Linked DNA regions of Zea mays: region 2 is linked to region 1. A link is a contact called in public Hi-C data. All regions are on one chromosome and are shown on one strand. The core of a region is the stretch at or near the end of the contact, and the rest is flanking DNA. Distances in the headings are between cores, read along the strand shown.

Region 1 (3,561 bases), core at 668-3,167:
AGAACCAGGGTGTGGTACACTAGTACTCTACTGAGAAGTAATGCACGTCAGTACATCCAGAGGCCCATGTGCAATTCTGGAGCACCTAACTCCTACGGATTCAGGAACATCTATCTGGGGAAATTTTCCTGTCAGTTGAGACGTGGCAACTTAAACTTAATCCAGTACCGCACTATCCTGGCATACTAAAAGTGCAAAGGTCTCAATGTACTATCCAAATTAATGTCTTCGCTTTTGTAGTTTGTATGCCCTTGGTTGTACTTACTAAATAGTCACATGAAGTGGTATTTTTCGCTTAAACTGCTCGGAAATAACACACTAGGTAATACCTTGATAATATAATTAATCAAAAAATAAAATGGCTAACAACTGATGACAGCATTTCATTCAAGATTTTCGAAAAAGAAAGAAAAAAAGTTTAAAGAGTGTCGGTTATGGATTTTGTGGAACTTGCCTCGGAAGATATGCCTGAACTTCCACTCGACATCATGAATATCCCGTGCAATAAGCTCCTGTGCTGGAGGCTGCTGTGTGAAATCCTACAAACCACACTATACCACCTGTTATTTGCAACAGCAAACCAAACAACCCAGCATGCAGCTGAACAAAAGAAACGCCACCCAAAATACACACTCATCACACCAGTGGGGGGAAGACACGCTCGGCCGCGCGACGGGGCACAGAGAACCCGCCGTGCGTGCTGGTGTCGCTCGCAGTCAGCGTCTTGCAGAAGTAGTTCGTCGGCTGCTTGCTCATGATTCCCATCTCCGCAGGCAGGTACGGGTCGTTCTGCTCTTGCTGCACACACAGAGGGCCAGGGGGAAGGGAACGCAGCCGAGCCGACACAGCATAAGAAGTCAACAAAACAGCGACGACGGAGACGGAGAAGCATCCAAAACCCCGGGTGCCTTACTGGGTTGAGCGGCTGCAGCGTCATCTGCGCGTACACTTCATCCGTCTCCACATCCGCCTGCATGTATATATATATTCGAGCTTTTTAGCTTGGCGCCCGCAGGTAGAGGAACGGAGCGGGCGGACGACATCTAAGGAATTTTGGAGGGAGAAAACCGCGCACATGCATTGTGACATCGTGCAGCTGGCAGATCAGCTGCGGCGGCAGGTTGGGGTAGTTGGGGATGTGCCCGTCCACCTCCTTGTTCGTCGACGCCGCCACCTTTACACGCGCCGAGACGCATTATGAGCTTAGGCAGAAACGTAGGCAAGCGAGAGCGATCAAAGCGAACGCAACCGACGAGGTGAGGCACGGGAAACAGCCACGAGTTATGCTATTGCTATTGCTATGCAGGTTGTGTACCGTGGGCTGGTAGCCCCGCAGCAGCAGCAGCGAGGGAGACGGAGTTTGACTCACCTGCTCGCTGTGGCCCTGCGGGAAGTAGACGACGCGCGTGGCGACGGTGGGGAGGCAGACGAGCGGGCCGGCGCACGCGTGCCACAGCTCCGAGTTGAGGCACTTCTTCTCTGCACGTCACGCACAGCGCAGCGGCCGGCCAGCATCAGCAAAAAAACGAATCGATTCCGAGCCAACAGCGGTGCACAGGGAAGCGAAACCTAGCTAGGCAGGCAGGCAGGCACCGACGCACCTTCCTCCGGCGGCTGCTGCCCGATGCTGGCCGCGGACGAGGAGCTCATCTCCCACAGCCGGGCCGGGGCCGGGGCCGAAACCTAACCTCCTCTAGAGCCTCCTCGCGAATCCGCCCGAACCCGCATCCATCGCGCCCCTCCCGTCCTCGCTCAAATCGGCCGCATTCTGCACCGAGCCGAACCGACGCTCGTTCACCCGAGGCAGGCAGCGGTACTAGGTACGGGACGCCCACCTTGTCAGCTCACCCGAGCTCGGAGATCGCCATGGTGCGTGGAGAGAGACAGAGAGAGGGACGGGAGGGGGGCTGGGAGCCTGGGAGGAGGGCCTGGGGGGCACGGAGAGAGAGAGAGAGAGAGAGAGAGGGCAGAGGGACTGGGGGTGGGAATGATTAGGCCTGGGCATTTAAGCGAGACGGCGGAGGGGCGAAGCGGCATCAGCATTCAGCAGCGTGTGTGTGCGCGTGTGCGGCTGGATAGACGCGAGACTGCGAGTTGAGTTCGCCCGCGTCGCCACAGTGCCGTGCGGCGTGGACTGGCAGGAGACTCTGGCAGGCTGCCCGCCGGTGCGCCCAGCCCAGTTCCTTTTTTATTTTTTTTTTGGAATAAGGGCATGTACAGTGGTGTTTAATGTGTGGGCTCTTAAGGTGTTTTAGGGGGTTATTTGCAAAAAAATCTTAGAGCCGTCTCTCCGTGAAGAGACGCCTCTGGCTCGTAAACCAAGTAACAACAGACGCCTCACTTCCCACTGTACGAATTTGTCGTCTGTTCTATCGATCTGATGCTATACAAATACATTTAATTCTGTATTTATTAATAGACTACGTCTATAGACACTCCATTGTACAATAGAGTCTCTTAGTTGTCTCATGTGCTTGGAGAACCGTTTTGGTGTCTCTCCACTGTACATGCCCTAAAGCGGATGAGGTCGAGGAAGAGGAGAGGATACTAGAGAGTGCGTGCAACGCAGCAATAATTAATTCAGAAAAGAAAGCGAGCCGTGGGAGTAGCATTAGAAAAGCCGTATTTTATGGGCTCATGTAAGCGGCTGTCGGGGGCGCAAGCGATCCGGTCCGGTCCACTGCAGTCAGGAGGATAGCCACGGACGGACGGACCACGGGCACGGCAGCCGGCGGTGGTGGAGAGAGAGAGAGTGGCCACGGCATCATCTGCGTCTCCGATCCAAGTGTGTGCAACAGTAGTATATACGTGTAGGGCTGGGCTAGGGGGTATGCTTTGTTGGTGGTGCGGAGACCGATGAAACAGGATCCCGTGAGCCTTTCTGGGCGCACTATCATCTGCGTCGTTTGGTTTGGTTTGTTTGCCTCATCACCCCCACGGACTGCCAGCCAGTATTTGGGAAGAGATAGCCCGCTTTCTATGTGTTGTACAACCCTAATGCTTTTTCTGTGATGGATCGGTCCGGTCTTACGCCTGCCCAGCCTTTTCCGTCTCCAGCTGGGTGCGATCGATCGACGACGACGACGACCAGTGGCAATGCCGTTTCGTAACGGCGCGAGGTAAAATCTAGTTCTTCACGACATTTCTCTCTCTCCCAATTATTATATGCCTACCTAAACCCAGGAGAAGTTTCAGCTAAAAACACTTGTCAAGGAATTAAGGTCATGTTTGTTTCTCTCCTAAATTATATAAGTTCAATTATAGTGGAAGAGTAGGAGGTTAAAATATCATTTTATGATCACAAATAAGCTAAAATAAGTTATCCAATAGTAGCTTATTATTTGTAATCCTGAAGTGATATTTTACCCTTCTAGCCTTCTGCCATAATTTAACTTATATAATTTATGATGCATTTGGCTGGGGAATCAATTGGAATGGAGTGGCTCCATTTCAGTTTCTGAGAATTGAGTCATTTTATTTTGTGTTTGACAATTAGAATGGAACAGCTCAATTTTCTGTTTGGTTGCAGAGTAGAATAGAACGGAGCTGCTCCGTTCATTG
Region 2 (3,561 bases), core at 293-2,792, 370 kb after region 1:
ATATTCACCAAATGTGACGAATAGCATATGTGTGTGTATAGACACGCCTTTATTTAATCCTAACCTCCTTGATGCTTCCTTGCTTAACAGGTACCAAAAAACATGTAAACAAAAAACAATCAACATGACATCTTCATCAAGAAGTTTGTGCATATGTTGATCTCGGTATGTAGCGTCACAAATTCACCGTAAACTTTCTTTGAGTGCATCGTTGATTTCTGGCCTTTAAGGTCAATATTTTGTTGCTTCGTTGCATGTATATATATCCACTCAACAAGGAGCACCATTACAATGCAACATTTAGACGACTCATGCTACTACATTTGTAGACCGAATTGTCACAACACCAAAAACAAGAAACTTCCGAGAGCTTAATAACTTCCGATGGGCTCAAGACAAAACGGTCGGCCTATAGTGGCGCTCGGAAGTTAAGGATTAACTTTCGATGATTCGACCAGGCACTCGAAAAGTTATCTTTAACTTCCGACGGCTCCCATGCTCGTCTCAGAAGTTATGAACAAACGACCTAACGGCGTGCGCGGGCGCGAGCAAACGAAGCCGCTCGCGCCCACGCAAACTACTGTTTTTTGTTCCTGACCACCCCGCCTCGCCTTGCCCCACCCTCGATCATCGATCGTGCTGCCCCACACCGCCACCGACCACCAGTCGCACCCGCCCCTGCCTAACTTCTGATGGTTTGACCTAACTTTCGAGAGGAGTATTAACTTCCAACTGCTTATATTTAACTCTCAAGAGTTCTGGCTCTAGAAAATTATTGAGTTTTATGTACTGTGTTCTACTACTGCAAATAATTGTATATTCTGATAATTCTGTTAATTCTATATGTATGTATCTACATATATCGCTACCCTTATATATCTAAAGCAAGACTTTTAACCGTATAAGTACATCGGTCAAAGACTCGTGCGAGACGCGATCAATTTACTAGTTTGAAATAAATGGGATATTATTTCTCTCTCTAAAATATACTAAAAGTGCACTTATTTTGGAATATTAGGAGTACTCTATGGTTGACAATAAACAAATGTGTGTGAGAAGTAAAACAGGAAAAAAAAACTACTCTTTCTAGTTTCTATTTTTCTATTAGTTAAAAAAAGCACTTTACGAAATGAAGAACTAGTTTCTCCGTATTATGCTATAATAGGGCTTGTCTTTTCCATTCAAGTAATTTGGTGGATGTAAATTGAACTAGTTTTACTGAAACAGTTTGATGGAGAATATTATGGAAGCCCTAGGACTACCCAAAAAAATCAGGGTAGAATATAGGGAAACCATTAAAAAGACAGTAGGCAGTGTTCAGTCTCTGTTCCTTATATCTAGTCATCTAGAAAAGCATATACAGATTTTTTTTACGAAAACCTTTTTTCCGCATGAAAGGCTCGATCTGGCAGGTGCATGTTATCTGAAGCACTTTTTCATGTATGTCCTGCTCCTGTCCACGTTGCCCAACGCTTCAAAATATCTACCACGCCACCTCTAATACAGGAGTACACACACACAAAGCAAACAAGCTGAAATATCTGCAGAAAAATAACCGGCCAGCCCTGGAGCTGCTTCTCGGCTCTTCCAACATCCCGTACCTGCCACCGTTCAGTTCAGTCTTCAGTTATCCGCTGCCACTGCCAGGCGACCAACAAGTGACCGTGGATCAGGCATGCCTGCGCTTCTCGTGAACACCGTCTCGGTCTCCCCCGCCGCCTCAAGGCTAGGCTCCTCGCGGCCCGCCACGGCACGGCGAGCAGCAAGCGCCCGCCACGGCCACAGGTGCCGAGCCGAAGCATCCGGCAGCTCGTGGGTGTCGGACTACGACCTGTACGAGCTGCTGGGCGTGGAGCGGTCCTCGCCGCAGTCGGAGATCAAGGCGGCGTACCGGTCGCTGCAGAAGCGGTGCCACCCGGACGTGGCCGGCGCCGCCGGCGGCCACGACATGGCCGTCGTCCTCAACGAGGTGTACGCGCTGCTCTCCGACCCGGACGCGCGCCTGGCCTACGACCAGGAGCAGGCGCGCCGCTCCGAGTTCGCCGGCTACACGGGCCGCCCGCTATACTCCTCCTGGGTCGGCGCCGAGTCCGAGCGCCGGGCGGTGTTCGTCGACGAGGTGCGCTGCGTCGGCTGCCTCAAGTGCGCGCTCCACGCGTCCCGGACCTTCGCCGTCGAGTCCGTCTACGGCCGCGCCCGCGCCGTCGCACAGTGGGCCGACGACGAGGACAGGATCGTCGACGCCATCAACACCTGCCCCGTCGACTGCATCTCGTACGTAAACTCACTCTTCGTCGTCCATGCGCATCCCATGCATCGTCATCGGCGATCGGTCTTCTGATTATTCCCCACGGCCGGCCGTCCAGGATGGTGGAGAGGTCGGACCTGGCGGCTCTCGAGTTCTTGATGTCCAAGCAACCGCGCGGCAGAGTCCGCGTCTCCGAAGGCAACGCGGTGGGAGCTCGCGCGCCCAACATCTTCAACGAAGTCGCCAAGTTCAAGAAAAGGTTCGATGAGATGAAGCAGAAATCTGCGGCCAGAGAATTCCAGGTGATCGCTCACTGTTTCTGTCTTCTCCGTTGTTCGTCTGAAACTGACACGACCGAACGCTGCCTGCGCAGGAGTCGGAGGCGGCACGGCAGTCGAGGACTTCAGCAGTCCACGCCATCAGATCCATGTCGAACTGGTGGTACTGGCGGCCATTCGGGTTCGGGCCATCGGCCCCGGTCACCATTGTCCTCGCTTCGCGCCTCCTGCCGCCGCCGCCGGCGGCACCCGCTGACCCCGTGACGGAGAGGCTCCAAGAAGCAGCCGCCGCCCGGCGCAAGACGGGAGGCGCGGCCACGGCGCACGCAGGGCGCGAAGACTACTGGACCCCGCAGCTGAACCTGCCGTCGTCAGCTTCTCCGCCGAGCATTCACCAGAGGGGAAGGGGCACTCCCACTCCCCAAGGCCACGGCCGCAGGCGAGGAGCAGCCGGTGAAGCGACCGTCGCCGGGAGGAAGGGCATAAGCATCGACCTGACGGCGCCGCTGCTATTGGGGATCGTCGCGGCGGGGTTCGTGAGTTACAACGGGGAGCAGGTGGCCGGAGGTGGCAGCGGCATTCAGGAGCATGTTGGCGGCGCCATCGCTCTTGGAGTCGTCAACAGCTTTGAAATGAAGGTCGTTCTGGCCGGGGTGACTTGGTCCATCATCGGCGCAGCCATTGCCGGTGTGATTCAGGTACTCGGAAGAAGGGAAGAGGACATTTGGAAATGAAGATACTTGTCGAATCCGTGTGTGTGTATATACACAGAAAATTGTGTACATATGTAATCCTGCACAAATATGGGTGGCTGGCTGTTTTATAGAATCACTTGGGGTAGCTCATGCGGGCCTAGAAAAGGTAGAAAAAGTCGGAACTCCTTGTCACCCTACATCCCAAAAGAATTTGCAGTTCTAACATAATAATTTGCGGTGCTAAATGACTCAGCATAGAGATATTTTTATTTATATTATTTTATGTTATAAATATCTAGAAAACTGTATTTCTAGGGGGGGGGGGGGGGGGGGACAAAAG

Evidence for each region. A called contact is a pair of places that touch in the nucleus more often than the background predicts.
Region 2: a contact with region 1 is called in a Hi-C map of bundle sheath, with 3 times the contacts expected there. The contact joins the promoter of LOC100281852 here to the promoter of LOC100382863 in region 1. A contact is called at or near these places in 2 of 25 Hi-C or Micro-C datasets (bundle sheath and leaf).

Annotation. Positions count from the first base shown.
Region 1 is chr10:149,983,622-149,987,182 of Zm-B73-REFERENCE-NAM-5.0, forward strand. It overlaps LOC100382863, which reads right to left and starts at 1,918. Exons shown (of 15, transcript NM_001361687.1): 1 at 1,602-1,918; 2 at 1,370-1,479; 3 at 1,076-1,174; 4 at 914-970; 5 at 643-798; 6 at 455-539. The coding sequence starts at 1,650.
Region 2 is chr10:150,353,353-150,356,913 of Zm-B73-REFERENCE-NAM-5.0, forward strand. LOC100281852 (dnaJ domain containing protein) reads left to right here and starts at 1,543. Exons shown (of 3, transcript NM_001368933.1): 1 at 1,543-2,274; 2 at 2,367-2,550; 3 at 2,622-3,463. The coding sequence starts at 1,676. The coding sequence ends at 3,260.